Regions from separate parts of the Mus musculus genome. Here region 1 is linked to region 2. The links are chromatin contacts, called in public promoter capture Hi-C maps. All regions are on one chromosome and are shown on one strand. Each heading gives the region's core, a stretch centred on a gene start, on an enhancer-like site or on the middle of the called end of the contact. The rest is flanking DNA. Distances are from core to core; before and after follow the strand shown. Region 1 overlaps Ebp (phenylalkylamine Ca2+ antagonist (emopamil) binding protein). Region 2 overlaps Gm39488 (a long non-coding RNA gene).

Region 1 (7,527 bases), core at 1,647-4,146, 200 kb after region 2:
CTTGCCTCTGCCTCCTGAATGATAGGACATGCCTGGTCCTCTCTTCACTTTTTTGTTTGTTTTTTTTTTTTTAAGATTTATTTATTATATGTAAGTACACTGTAGCTGTCTTCAGACACCCCAGAAGAGGGCATCAGATCTCATAATGGATGGTTGTGAGCCATCATGTGGTTGCGGGGGATCCGAACTCACCACCTTCAGAAGAGCAGTCAGCGCTCTTAACTGCTGAGCCATCTCTCCAGCCCCCCTCTCTTCACTTTTTGAGACAGGGTTTTACCAAGTTGTCAAGGCTGACCCGGGACTTGGATTCTCTTACCTTGGCCTATCAAGTCGCTTTACCCAACCATACCCAGGAAATTTCTGTTATCTTAACCACTTGGCAGCCAGATCCAGAGTTCAAGGTCAGCCTCCAATGTATGAGCAACTGCCTATCCCATTGTCCCTCAGCCTCTTGATCTGTGGCACATTGTTAGTACAGACTTGCTATTGAGTAGGATGGATGCTACTAATAGAGACATCTAAAGATGTGGAGGCAATTTAATAACTGAGTAGAGGAAGAGGTTGGGGATATCGTGCTTTAAAAAGGCTTGTTTTTTTTTATAGTCTCAACATTGACTCCCATTCCTATGTTGAAGTCTAATCTTCACAGTGACAATATTAGGAGGTGGATAAAGGATTTAGTAGCCAAATAAGAGACCAGAGTTCTTGCTGTTGTTCTTTTTTTTTTTTTTTTTTTTTCCGGCTTTTTGAGACAGGGTTTCTCTGTGTTGTCTGCCTGGAACTCACTCTGTAGACCAGGCTGGCCTCGAACTCAGAAATCCGCCTGCCTCTGCCTTTCAAGTGCTGGGATTAAAGGCAGGCGCCATCACTGCCCGGCTGAGACCAGAGTTTTAAACCTTCAACTATGTAAAGACACAGTGAAAAAGTAGCCCTCACTAGATGCCCAATCTGTTAGTATTAGCTTCTAGAACTGTAAAAGAAGTTTCTGTTGTTTATAAGATATCTAGCCTACAGTATTTCGTTACAGGAACCCAAGAAGACTAAGACAACAGAATAGCTCTGTATGTTGGTATGGGGTGGAGAGGTAGCTCAGCCATCAAGAGCACTGGTTGCTCTTTCAAACCTAGGCTTGATTTCCACGCACCCATACGGCAGCTCACAGCTGTCTCTAACTCTAGTTCCAGGGTCTGTCTCTAACTGTAGTTCCAGGGTATCCAATACCCTATTCTGATCTCAGTGGGCTAGCCCTGCATGCATGTGGTGCACAGACATACATGCAAGACAAATAACCATACACATAAAATAAAACAAAAAAAAAAGTAAAGACTTAGTAAATCCATGGCCATTAGATGTGCTTCTGTTGAGATCTGACATGGAACTAAGGAACACAGAGAAACTGGAAGGAACACAAAGAACTTGATTGAATTTATTCCAATAAAGGTAGAACTTGTGTGTGATAAACTTGGATTTTTTTAGCCAAGATTCCTAAGAAATGCACTGAAGAATGTTGCTCAAGTCTGTAATCCCACCACACAAGAGGCTGAGGCAAGAGGACTGCCATGAATTTTAGGCAAGTCTGGCTACATAATTAGTTCCAGACCAGCCTGGGTCACAGCATGAGAATCTATCTGGAAAACAAAGGGAAAGAAGCACATCAAAAGAAAGGAAAAGAAGAAAAGGAAAAGTGCTGAAACCTGGTTTCTCCTTGTTGCAATAGAAAATATGAACGGGAACAGAGCAATTGAAAAAGAAGTGTTTGGGGCTGGAGAGATGGCTCAGCAGTTAAGAGCACTGACTGCTCTTCCAGAGGTCCTGAATTCAATTCCCAGCAACCACATGGTGGTTCACAACCATCTGTAATGGAATTTGATGCCCTCTTCTAGTGTGTCTGAAGACAGTAACAGTGTACTCATATACGTAGCAATAAATAAATCTTTAAAAGCATATATATATACACAAATATGTTTACAAAAAAAAGAAGTGCATGGAGCAGGGTGTGGTGCTGGTGCACACCTTCAATCCAAACACTTGGTAAGTTTGAGGTCACCCTGGTCTACAGAGTTCCAGGACAGCCAGGAATACAGAGTACACAGAGAAACCCTGCTTTGGAAAATCTTTTTTTTTTTTTTAAAGGGAGGGAGGGAGAGCAGGATTTAGAACATTTTTAGCCTAACCCATAATGCAAAAACCAAGAAGGTGTTCTAGAGGAAAGACCAAGGGTGTGGTTAAATGACTAGACATTCATAAAAGTCATTGTTGGGTATATTTCATGGATCTAAGCAGCTATCTTATCTGAATCCAGGAGCAGAGGTGGGATAACACCAGCACAGACCGCCAGCTGAGACCGAGGGAGACAGGGATGGGCAAAATAAAGGAAGGGTCTCTCCCTTCTGCACTTCTATAGGATAGAACAGGACGGGTTTCAGGCTGTGCCACGAGGATTCCAGTGGTAAAACTGTCTACTCCTTAGTTCTGAAAGGCAGGCTGTTCCTTGGTTTTAGTGAGACAAGCTGCCACCCAGGGTTGAGAGTGCATTTTCTTCCCAGTAGGTTCAAAGGTAGAAGACAGACCATCATGCCAAGATTTAACCGAGTGGACATTTAACTTACTTGGAACCTGTGATGGTCCCTTTCTCCTTTCAAGTTCTCCATTGTGCAAAGGGATCTCCTACCTCCTCCACTGCTCCCCCAACCCCCCAACCCAGACAGGGGCTCACTAGGGAGCCCTGACTGGCCTGGAATTCCCAAGAGATTTGCCCCCCTCTGCCTCTTGAGCGCTGGGATTAAAGGTGTGTCCTACTGCTGGCTTTGCCTTTTGTAAACACAACACTCATCTTGTTTTGAAGGTTCACAGCAGTTAACTTTCAAACCAGGGACAAAGGCTGAGATGCCTACTTAACATATTAAAGGAGACCTAGCGCCAGCTTTGCCAGGCATCCCTCAGTCTCTACTAGTTACAGGGTGTGGCAGGCATATACCCGACCCTCTCCAGCCCGGGGACTGGGCTGCCCTTCCCTATATGATCCAGCCATTTTGATTACCTGCCCCTTTTGTACCTTTGTCCTCCTGGCTGCTGCATCTGGTTCCCCTCTCTCCCTTCCTATCCCTGTCTCTCCAATGGCCCAGCTCAGTCTGGTCATGGCCACTCTAGACTCTCCCAGGTGTCTCTGGCTTTGCTCTCCCACATCACTACAATAAACTTTCTCCTCCACCATACCTACCAACAATCATATCCTTTCCTTTTTATTCCTCTTTCCCCATTCTACTGCAAAATAGGAGTTCTTGCCTCAGGGTGACTCACACCTCCTTTTAGGCTTATATTCAGGTGAGACTTGGGGTTAAAATCCATGCCAGAGATCAGGGGTTAGGAGCACTGGCTACCCTTCTAGCACTTCTTTTTTTTTTTTTTTTTTTTTTTTTTGGTTTTTTTCGAGACAGGGTTTCTCTGTATAGTCCTGGCTGTCCTGGAGCTCATTTTGTAGACCAGGCTGGCCTCGAACTCAGAAATCCACCTGCCTCTGCCTCCCGAGTGCTGTGATTAAAGGCGTGCGCCACCACACCCGGCTCCTTCTAGCACTTCTATGGTGGCTCACAACCATCCAGTCCCAGGGGATCTGATACCTTCCCCTGGCTTCCACAGGTGTTACACACATGTGGTGCACAGAAAACATTAAAATAAAGGTATAGTTTTAAAAAATCCATGCAAGGAGCTAGGCATGGTAGCACAAGCATGATCTCACTACTGGAGAAACTGAGTTAGAAGAGTCAGGAAGTTCAACTTCAGCCTGAGTTTCATAGAAAGATCAGCCTGTAATACATAGCAAGACCATGTCCCCAAATGAATGAATGAATGAATGAATCAACCAGTCAAAAGCTAGGCTTAGTGGCACATACCTCCAATCCTAGCATAGTGAGTTCCACGGTAGCTTAGGTTATATAATGAGACCATGGCTCAAAAAACAAAACAAAACAAAACAAAATAAAAAAAATGAAAAAGACCATTCATGAGTGACAGACATGGCACAGGGATATAGGTTGTTGTTTCAGACTCTGGATTCTCTTTGATCTCTAGCACTCCAACCTCACCTCCGAAAAGGTGATTCTAGAATGAGCGAAGGATTTGAGGATGAGGGATGGGATAAACAAAGTTTGCATGCAAGGAGGACATGAATTTAGGGAGTCCAGATGGCAGGGATGTATGGACTGAACTGTGCCCTCTTCAAGTTCATATGCTGGAGTCCTTCCTTCCAGAACCTGAGAAGGTGGTCAAGACTATTAGAGCCAGAGTCTTTTAAAAGATGTGATTAAGTTAAAAATGAGGCTATCTTGATAGACCCTAATCCAATCTAAATGGTGTCCTAAGAGGAAAGTTGTTCGAATACAAACAGCAGAAGCAGGGGACACAGGGAGATATGAGAACATCTGAGAACACAGAATGCAGTACTAAGGAAAGAGACTTCAAAAAAAATATTAAAGTCAAACCTTCTGACACCTTGACTGACTGGCTCCAGTCCTGAGGACATTCATGTCTGTTGCTTAAAACGCTCAATCCATATCATTTTGTTACGGCAGCCAAGCTATATGAGAGGACTATGAGGTTACTGGAAGGATTTATGGGGTAAGTAATAGGGTGATCTTGAAGGGAGGTCTGTAGAGTGAGTTCTAGGTTCTACAGGGTAAATTATGACTGTGTGTGGAGTCAGTCAGTGTTAAGGGTTTGTAAGGGCAGACATGGTATATGTATGTGATGATGGAGGTTTATGGATGACGAAGTAATGGGAGAGATGTGTTATATGACATTTCTGAGATTAGTAATTAAATATCTCTCAGTGTTATAGTAAAAGACATTTTATTTCCTGGTTTGGGAAGTTGCCACCGTCACGGACTTGCCACCTTCTCATCCATCTTTTCCCTCAGGTTCCTAGCAGTAGCTCAACTTGTTCCCTTCCTTTTCTGACTCTGGCCCTTTGTGTGCTCACTCATCATGTTTGAGTGGGACAAGTCCGATAGTTCTGACCCCCCCAACCTGTGCGAGGAGGAAGAAGATTTGAGTCTTCTGGGAAGTGAGGAGAGCGCCTCATCAGCAGGGACTCAGCCCACTCTCCGGCTCTTTAGTTATGCTTGCTCTTAATTTTCATGACTTTGCTGTCCAGCACGCTCTGGGCACTAGTGAGATGCTTTATGGCATCAAGCACAAGGATGCTTGGTATCACCAACCATACAGCATTCAGGAAAACAAAATAGAACCAGAAATAAACGGGGTGGCCTATCTCCCCATGCTGGAGTCCTTCGTGTAGCTCTGTCAGGAAGTACAGCACATCCCCGTATATCTGGCCTGTGGGAGGCAAGAGAAGGAAAAGTCCTCGTGAGGATAAGGAAAACAAGCCAGGCTCTACTCCATGGTATTCCCCAAGGCAATTCTTCAAAGAATTCAACCCACATTCTGAAACCAAAGTTGGAAATCGGACATAACGAGGTACAAATTTCAGAAATCAAGAGTCTGGGGATCTTTTTTTCCTTTCTTGCCTTCTTCTCCCCAACCCTCCTTCCCTCCCTCTACCCCTACCTCCTACCCACCCCACCGTGTGTGTGTGTGTGTGTGTGTCAGAGAGAGAGAAAGAGAGAGAGTCTTGCTATGTAGCCTAGGTTGACCTTAACCTCGCAATCATCCTGCCTTAGCCTTCTGCATGGTAGGATTATAAGCATGTACCCATGCACCCCGACACCCAGCAAGAGCATGGAGACTTTAACTCAGGGCAGCTCATAATAGAACTGAAGGCAAGCTTAAAATCCTAGAATGCATGACAACTCAGGATTTCAGAATGAAAGAGAGCTCAAGTAAGCAAACAAAAGAAAGCTAACACTCCGGGGCCTGCTTCTGGAGGACCCAGGAGTGTTGGGCAGCATCGAATACATCACATCGTAACCTTTGTAGGAAACTGATGGAGAAAGAAGAGAAATATACATTTCGGCTGGGAAGGCAAGCACGGAGAGGGATTGAGGTGTGTCAAGACACCAAGGAGCCTATAACTCAGCATGTCTCATCCCTGAATGGACACTTAGGAGCTCTCACCCATGGGGATGTGCCTGTGTCTATGGATTTCCCCAGGAACCCTTGAAGTGCCAGGTATATAGGCTTTCTTACCCATAGACACCACAAGCTGTAGGACAAAGCGGAAGGGCTGTTGGCGGAGAAAGGCAATCACTACCCATAGGCTGAGTGGTCCCCAGAGACAAGCTGTGACAGTCTCCATACAGACGACGAAGCTGTCACTACTGCAAGAGAAAAGAGGACACTGGCATCATTGTGCTCTCATTAATGTCCCCAACTCACCATTGTCACAAACCAATGCAGGTTTCCACTAACACAGGCCAAATACTTACAGGATATATCGGCTATCTCCCTTGGAATACTCTTTCCCTGAGGGAAACAGAGATACATGAAGAATTAAGTCAGGAAACAGAACTTGTATCTATGATAATCACTGTAAGACAGCAAACATTATAATACTGTGTACAGTGGAGGTAGTACTTTTGCTTCTGAAGTGTGTGTTTATATAGTCTGTGTAAAGACTGATATGGAACAATGTTGCAGAGGTTACATGGTATGCAGTATAAAAGGAAGTATAAATGATGGAGCATGTGGCTCAGGCGTAATAGTGCATGTCTGTAATCTTAGCACTGGGGAGGTAGAGGCAGGAAGCTGAGAAGTTCAAGTTCATCCTTTAATTACATAGATACTTAGGAGCCAGCCCAGACTGCATGAAACTCCGTCTGGAAAAAAATAGAAGATGGAGAGTGAGGTGGAGGTTGGAGGGGGACCGAGCAAGTTTGTGCACACATACATATGAACACATACATATGATAGGTGCATGAAAGAGTGAGCAGTTAATTGGAAGATCCAAGAGTGTAGCTCACTGATAGAGCATATCTGAGGCCCTGGGTTCTATCCCCAACACCTCTTCCAAACCATAACCCCAGAACAGGCAAGGGGTTTAAATAGGTTCTTCCCAAAGAATTTCCAAATGGCCAATGAACGTATGGAAGGTGCTCACAGCGTCATTAGTCCTCAAGGAAAAGCCATCACATCTACTACAGGGACTAATTTAGGAAACACATGATGGCACCAAGTGGATGTGGAGGAACCAGAGCTCTGCTGTCATGATGGGACTGTGACTGTACAATCATTTCTGAAAACAGTTTGGTAGGGTTCTCTCGCAACCTAAATGAAGTCCAAGGCCTTGAATGTGCCAAGTAAGCACTAGAGTGCTGAGCTTCGCCCCTAAAACTGTAACCATAGCTACCATAAAAGCCAGCCATTCACCTGTCTATAGTTATTTAAGGTAAATGAGAACAGCTGTGTGTATGTATATGGATGGATGGATGCACATATGTGTGTGCATGTAAAATAGAATGCTCATAGCAGTTTTATTCCTGGGGCCAAAAAGACATTGTCAAGAATATAGAATTCTTGGGGGAAATACCCTTCAGTACTGTACAAGCCAATAATTTTATAATGTTTATGCTT
Region 2 (7,423 bases), core at 562-3,061:
AGGAGATGGATGGGTCGAGCCTTCTTGCAGGTGAGTTTGGACATTTGACAAAATTTAGCTATATTTTACTTTTTTGTTGCTTTTTTGTTTTTCGAGACAGGGTTTCTCTGTATAGCTCTGGCTGTCTTGGAACTCACTTTGTAGACCAGGCTGGCCTCGAACTCAGAAAGCCACCTGCCCCTGCCTCCCGAGTGCTAGGATTAAAGGCGTGTGCCACCACGCCCAGCCTATATTTTACTTTTTTGTGGTACTGCACACTAAACCTGTAATGGCTCTGGCAGAAATGAAGCTATTCTACAGAGATTGTGTCTTTTAGTCTGATGATCAGAGTGTTGAAACAATGGGCCCCCTAAAATGATAATTTCCCCAGAAATCTCATTCAAAAGGACACCAGGCATAAGGGGAACTTGTCTCCTGTCTCCCAGAAAGAGATTTGCAGTAGTGAGTGGTCAGACAACCTTATAGGATGAACTGAAGACAGATAATGCTGGGTGGGTGGGGCACAGCCTTCACCTGGACTGCTTAGATATACACAGCCTTGACCCTCATTTAAGCTTTCAGGATTCCAAAGACAGAGCTGAGAAATTTGTTAGACAACAACGTCCCTCTTCCCAGTGTGGTCACATTGAATAAATCTCCCTTTTCTGCTTTCAGCATTTGGGGGTGATGGGGTGCTGTTGAAATAAGGTCTCCATGTAATTCTGGACTGGCCTGGAATTTGGTATGTAGATCAGGCTGGCCTTGAATTTACAGAGATCCTCCTGCCTCTGCCTCCCAAGTATTGGCACCATCCCTGGCCTCCCCAAGTGCTGGGATAAAAGGCAGGCGCCACCATGCCCAGCTTGCTTTCAACTTTTTTTTGTTGTTGTTTTTTTCGAGACAGGGTTTCTCTGTGTAGCCCTGGCTGTCCTGGAACTTACTTTGTAGACCAGGCTGGCTTCAAACTCAGAAATCCACCTGCCTCTGCCTCCCGAGTGCTGGGATTAAAGGCGTGCACCACCACGCCCGGCTGCTTTCAACTTTTAATTTGGCTCCTTTAATTGGCTTATTGAAGATGGGTGTCTGGACCTGACTTGGGGCACAGGTTGTGAACCCCAAGTTTGGTGACAAAATGGCATTCATGGAGGTGTAAAGACACGTTTCGGGGGCTGGAGTGATGACTCAGCGGGTAAGAGCACTGACTGCTGCTCAGAAGGTCCTGAGTTCAAATCCCAGCAGCTACATGGTGGCTCACAACCATCCATAATGAATTCTGATGCCCTCTTCTGGGGTGTCTGAAGACAGCTACAGCTTAGTTATATATAATAAATAAATAAATCTTTAAAAAAATCATAAGACACATTTCAGGGGTGTCTACTAATACTGTGATGACCCCAGGGAGAGAAGAAAGGACAAATGGAAGTTTCCAGATTTACTGGAGTCATTTCCTCCAGGGACATTACGCTCTTTCCCCTTAGCCAGCATTGGCTGCTTCGTACTCGACTCAGTGAAGCAGGCAAATGAGTTTGGACTTTGTCTTAGATTCTGCACAAATCTGACCTTTGGTAAGTCTCTCACCGACCAGCTTTTGCCTGCCTTTTTGCCTTTGGGATCTTTGGAGCAATTTGGAGTTCTTTTGATTCATTCCCTGCTGCCATTTGGTGAATGATTTTGTTTTGGATACTCTTGTGTCGAAGACTATTGGGTTACGGTTATTGTAACGTAGAGAATGGTGGCAAAGCAGAGAGCTCTCAAAAGTATTGGGGACCTGAGCAGAATTCAAAGTCAAGGACCACAAAGATAGGGTCCTGTGATTGGAAGCTTCAGGGAGGCACGTTCTGTTTCCTGTCAGCTGGAGGAGAGAAGGTGGCTTGGGTTTCTAAATTTACAAGTGTCTTAAAGAGACAGGCCCATAAAGTTGATTAGGGCATGTGTCATATAACAGGACAGGTTTGAGTGCTCTTGAGTCACTTGTGGTTCGGTGGAACCATTTGGAATAGGTAGGTCTCAATACCATGGTTTATATAACCAGGAAAGTATTCTCTGTACTAGTTTGGTAGCCTATTGAGACTCAAAGCTGATTGATCTTTTATAAATAATTCCGAAGACAGCAATGGGGTGGGAGACAACAATCCCTGTCCTTGGAGCTTGTGAAGAAAACCCTGGCCACTTCGGTTTTGCTTTATGCTCTAAACTCGCTGTGCCCTGCTAAGCGTGATTGGCATGCTCTGTTCATGTGAGTGTGCTTTGGTTCATTTTGTCCTACACAGAAGCAATTGATTCTGTATCTATTCCTTAAAGCTAAAATCCAAGGATTTAGAAAACACGGCGGGGCTGGAGAGATGGCTCAGTGGTTAAGAGCACTGGCTTGCTCTGCCAGAGGTCCTGGGTTCGATTCCCAGCACCCACATGGCAGCTCACAACTGTCTGTAACTCCAGCTCTAAGGGATCTGGCACTCAGACATACATGGAGGCAAAACACCAATGCACATAAATAATTTTTTTTTAAGAAAAGGAAAATGTTCCGGGCAGTGGTGGCACACACCTTTAATCCCAGCACTTGGGAGGCAGGTGGATTTCTGAGTTCGAGGCCAGCCTGGTCTACAGAGTAAGTTCCAGGACAGCCAGGGCTACACAGAGAAACCCTGTCTCGAAAAAACCAAAAACAAAAACAAAGAAAAGGAAAATGTAAAGAAAAGGTAATTCATTTCTAGACTTCACCTGGGTAAGCTTATTTAACATGAATTAAAATATTATTTTGTTTTGGCTTGTTTTTGAGACAGAGTTGGCCTAGAACTTGCTATGTAGACCAGATTAGCCTTGAAATTACAAAGATCCACCCACTTTGGCTTCTGAAGTACAGGCATCAAAGATGTGTGCCACCACATGTGGCAGAAACATAAATTTTAAGCTTCCCTTGTAAAATGATTTGGGCTTGGTGCTTTCAAATATTAATTATGAAGATAGGTTGAAGAATAATCTGATTACAACATTTATGAAAGACAACCTAAAGAGAGCTAACATATTTTTATTGAGTGTCCACAATATCTGAACAGTGGTTACTAGAGAAACTTAAAGTGTACAGCAAGAAGATTAACTTCAGGGTTGACCTGTACCAACAGATGTTTTGCCTTAGTTTATTTCAAATGTATTGACAATGTTGAGAGGACTAACTTTCACTTTGAAAGAATTACTCAGAGACAATAAACCATTTGTAAATAATGTGCTTTAGTATCTAAATGTGTTGCTAGTGTTCTCTAGCCCTGGCTCTTAATCTGTCTGATACGGGGATATGACAACAAGGCTCAGAAGGAAATCCAAGGACCAATTAGTATGGGAAAAAGAAAAAGAGAGGTGAGGGCTCCAAAGCAGGGTTCTTATTGGTCCCTGCAGGAGATGGGCTTATGGAGTCCTGGCCTGGGAAAATGAAGTTAGAAACCATATGCAGCCCCAGTTCCCGAAGTGGGTGTGATAGTCTCAAGGGTTTTTATGGTGAGAATAGATGGGGGGATGTTCCATGTTTTCATGAGTTGTTCTTTCTCCAGTGACCGTTCCTCCAAGGCTGTGATTTGCTCTGTCTGTCGTGGAATATCTTCAAGCCTAGCAAAATCGTGTGTCTGGAAACATACTGAAGTTAGGGCACCAGGACAGGAAAAGCTTAGTTTGCACATCAGTAATGGTGGCAGGCAAGTCGGTGGGGGAAGCCTGCGGCCTGATGACACCTCACTTTTAAAAAGTTGGTTTTCTCCTTTATAAATGGTAGTCTGATTTGTTCCAATAAAAACTATGTCGTTCACAAATGTGGAATGTTAGATCATGTTCACTGGATTACTATGCTCAGCACTGATATTTATAGGGAAGTTGTCCTTGTGATGTAGCTGAGAGTGTCATTGCTAAGTCCATTTGATAGCTTGCATTTTATTTTCTGACTTTTTTTTTTTTTTGGTTTTTCGAGACAGGGTTTCTCTGTATAGCCCTGGCTGTCCTGGAACTCACTCTGTAGACCAGGCTGGCCTCAAACTCAGAAATCCGCTTGCCTCTGCCTCCCAAGTTCTGGGATTAGAGGCTATTTTCTGACTTTTAAAAAAAGATGTATTTATTTACTTTATGGATATGAGTACATTGTAGCTGTACAGATGGTTGTGAGCCACCATGTGGTTGCTGGGATTTGAACTCAGAACCTTTGGAAGAGCAGTCAGTGCTCTTAACCGCTGAGCCATCTCTCCAGCTCCAGACCTTTTTTTGATAGAAAATGAGCTGCCTTCTACATCTTCTCCTGTGCATCTTTCTGTTTTGTTCAAATGGTTATGTTTCTGTGGAGTACTGGGACTCGGTGTTTGGAAAGCTTGGTGTTACAATAGACTACACTTCCTGCCAAGCATCTCATCATGTATTGAAAATTGTGGGGCTGGAAAGATGGCTCAGAGGTTAAGAGCACTGACTGCTCTTCCAGAGGTCCTGAGTTCAAATCCCAGCAACCACATGGTGGCTCACAACCATCTGTAATGGGACCCAATGCTTACTTCTGGTGTGTCTGAAGACAGTGTACTCACATACATAAAATAAGTAAATAAATCTTAAAAGAAAAAAAAAAGAAAGAACCTCGTTATGCTGCCAGGTGGCAGTGGCAGTGGTGGCAGCGCACACATTTAATCCCAGCACTTGGGAGGCAGAGGCAAGCAGATCGTGTCCGAGGCCAGTCTGGTCTACAGAGGGAGTCCAGGACAGCCAGGGCTACAGAGAAACCGTGTCCTGGAAAAAAGAAATCTGCGATGCTGTCTCTTTTTCCTTTTCTTCCATTCTGCTTGTTAAGATCCCACAGGAGCTATGTATATATATTATAGCAGGTCTTACTAAAAACCCAGACCGGCTGTGCTTGGCTAATGCAGCTCCCAACTGCAGTGCTCCCCCGAAGGAGGTTACACGAGGCTGCTTTTGAAAAGGCAACAAATGGGAGGCCCTCCATGGGTTCTTATCATTTTGAGGGAGAGAGAGCCCTACAGGTGAGCAAGGGTGAACGCGGCCTAAATAGCCCAGTTTAAATTGAATGTAAGCTTTCGTGTAAAACCCAGTTTCTGCGATAGCTTTTTCTGTGCTCCCTACTATCTACTTCTGATCGCTCTTCCCTTAGAATTAACATCTCAATATTTTAATTAAGTACTGATTTAAAACCAGTTAATTGGTTTTAAAATGTGGAGCGTGTCTGCCGTCTGGAGTTTACATCTAACTATGTGTGTGATTCTAGAGACCACAGTCAAGCTACTTTAGAAAGTTTTCATTTTTCCAAACCCTGTAATTCTTGCTATTAGAAGAACAGCTCCTTTGCCTTAGTTATTTAGCTCTTAGGTGCTAGGGGATAGATGAGGGTGGCTGTTTTGAAAAGAGTCTCTGCTTTCTGTGGTGTTTATCGATTGGAAACAATATGTACTGCATCCCATACATGACTGCCTGCTACCTTCTGAAAGGGATTGTTTTGTTCTATATGGTAAACCTAAAACAACATTTTATTTTTTGTTAAAAAAGACTTTTTTTTTTTTGGTTTTTCGAGACAGGGTTTCCCTATAGCCCTGGCTGTCCTGGAACTCACTCTGTAGACCAGGCTGGCCTCCGACTCAGAAATCCACCTGTCTCTGCCTCCCAAGTGCTGGGATTAAAGGCATGCGCCACCCCGCTCGGCTAAAAAAGACTTTTTAAAAAAAATATGTTCTGCTGTTTGTGTTTCAAACCTGTTGGCTGCTTAGAAAATTGTCTTAAAGTACAGCTTCATTTAAGGATCCGTTTGTGTTATGGTCTTTGAATGACTGCTTTGAAATCAACTGTTTTGAGTTGACTGTGGCACATATAATATCCTATGGATCTGACTCGACACATGTGGAGATGTGTATCTAAACTGGGCCCTCTAGTCACTGGCTCCTGAAACCAACTGCACTTGGCTTAAATTGGATGAGAATGCCCAGCCAGTAAGTGGCTCTTAACCACTGAGCCAGCTCTCCAGCCCCAACTAGTGTTTGTGTACTGTGTTATAGTTACTGGTTGCGAAATACCTGCTAACTCTGTTTTTTTTTTTTTAAGATTTATTTATTTATTATATGTAAGTACACTCTAGGTGTCTTCAGACACTCCAGAAGAGGGCATCAGATCTTGTTACAGATGGTTGTGAGCCACCATGTGGTTGCTGGGATTTGAACTCAGGACCTTCAGAAGAGCAGTCAGTGCTCTTAACCACTGAGCTATCTCTCCAGCCCACTAACTCTGTTTTGCAGAGCCTTATAAGTGAACTGTCTGTTAACGTTCTACAGAAGTCAGGCTTTTGACAAATGAACCCGAACAGCATTTTTGAGACACCAGGACATTAGCCACAGGACAAGTGAATGGACCTCAGGTGTACCTGACCTCGGAGCCAATCCCTCTATATCCCAGTTGTTTAAATCAGGCCTGAAAGGCTGACTAGTTCTAGCTCCTGACATCTGTCATTTACGCTCCCAAAGCGGTTCAAAGCAGACCAACCAGAAGGAGTCTTTGCCTGGCATCATGGGACTTTGGAAAGCAAACCACCAGATGGTCAATTAGCAATGTCTTCAGAAAATATTTGTTCAGAGATGGGGGGTAGAGAGATGGTCAGACTGAAAATAAAGTCACAGTAGGCATGGTAGCACTTGCCTGGGAAGCTGACACAAGCAGATCCCAAATTTGAGGCCAGTGTAGACCTCCTGATGGGAGCCTGTCTCAAGCCAGTGAAATGGAGTTGCTTGTCCCACCCCTTCCAACAGTAACTAAGAGCCATGGAAAATGATTCTTAGGTGTGGTACCCCACACTATATTGTAGCTGCCATCCCTACGGTCACTGTATTTATCCTTTTGTTTCAGACATAGACACCATGTGCCAGCTCAGAATTGGGACTGGTCTGGTAGAATTGGGACTGGTCTGGTAGAATTGAAGCTATTCGAAGGAAGCACTTGTATTGAGGTCTTTATCCCTCTTCCCAATGTGGCCTGATTGACTAAATCACTTTTTTTTGCTTTTCACTTTTTGGGTTTTGTTTTGTTTTGTTTTGTTTTGTTTTTTCGAGACAGGGTTTCTCTGTATAGCCCTGGCTGTCCTGGAACTCACTTTGCAGACCAGGCTGGCCTCAAACTCAGAAATCCGCCTGCCTCTGCCTCCAGAGTGCTGGGATTAAAGGCGTGCGCCACCACGCCCGGCTCTGCTTTTCACTTTTAATTTGCCTCTTTTAAATAGCTTATTGACAACAGATGGCCACACCTGAGTTGGGGTACATGATGTGATTCCCCCAGATTTAATAATAGACCTATGGCCTTGCACATGCTAGGCAAGTGATCTATCAACTGAGCTGTACCCCTAGCCCAAAGCTTTTTACACTTTCTTTACTCCTTTTCTCCTTTTTTTTCTCTTTTGAGACAGAACCATACACTACAGGCCAGCCTA

Evidence for each region. Promoter capture Hi-C pulls out the DNA fragments that hold promoters and counts their contacts.
Region 1: a promoter capture Hi-C map of liver shows a contact between it and region 2, with 2.0 times the contacts expected there. The contact joins two enhancer-like sites. A contact is called at or near these places in 3 of 39 promoter capture datasets (hematopoietic stem and progenitor cells, liver and pre-B cells) and 2 of 9 other capture datasets (adipose tissue and pancreatic islet).

Annotation. Positions count from the first base shown.
Region 1 is chrX:8,180,500-8,188,026 of GRCm38.p6, forward strand. It overlaps Ebp (phenylalkylamine Ca2+ antagonist (emopamil) binding protein), which reads right to left. Exons shown (of 5, transcript NM_007898.3): 3 at 6,384-6,420; 4 at 6,145-6,275; 5 at 4,830-5,334. The coding sequence ends at 5,111. Among named protein-coding and RNA genes, the nearest start is that of Tbc1d25, 8.3 kb to the left of the region's middle. Within about 2 kb of position 2,897, at least 15 of the 459 cell types and tissues checked have an H3K27ac peak or open chromatin away from gene starts, as enhancers often do. A contact at or near this core is called in liver, where this site is marked.
Region 2 is chrX:7,980,055-7,987,477 of GRCm38.p6, forward strand. The region is part of intron 2 of Gm39488 (a long non-coding RNA gene); the gene reads left to right. Among named protein-coding and RNA genes, the nearest start is that of Gata1, 16 kb to the left of the region's middle. Within about 2 kb of position 1,812, at least 7 of the 459 cell types and tissues checked have an H3K27ac peak or open chromatin away from gene starts, as enhancers often do. A contact at or near this core is called in liver, where this site is marked.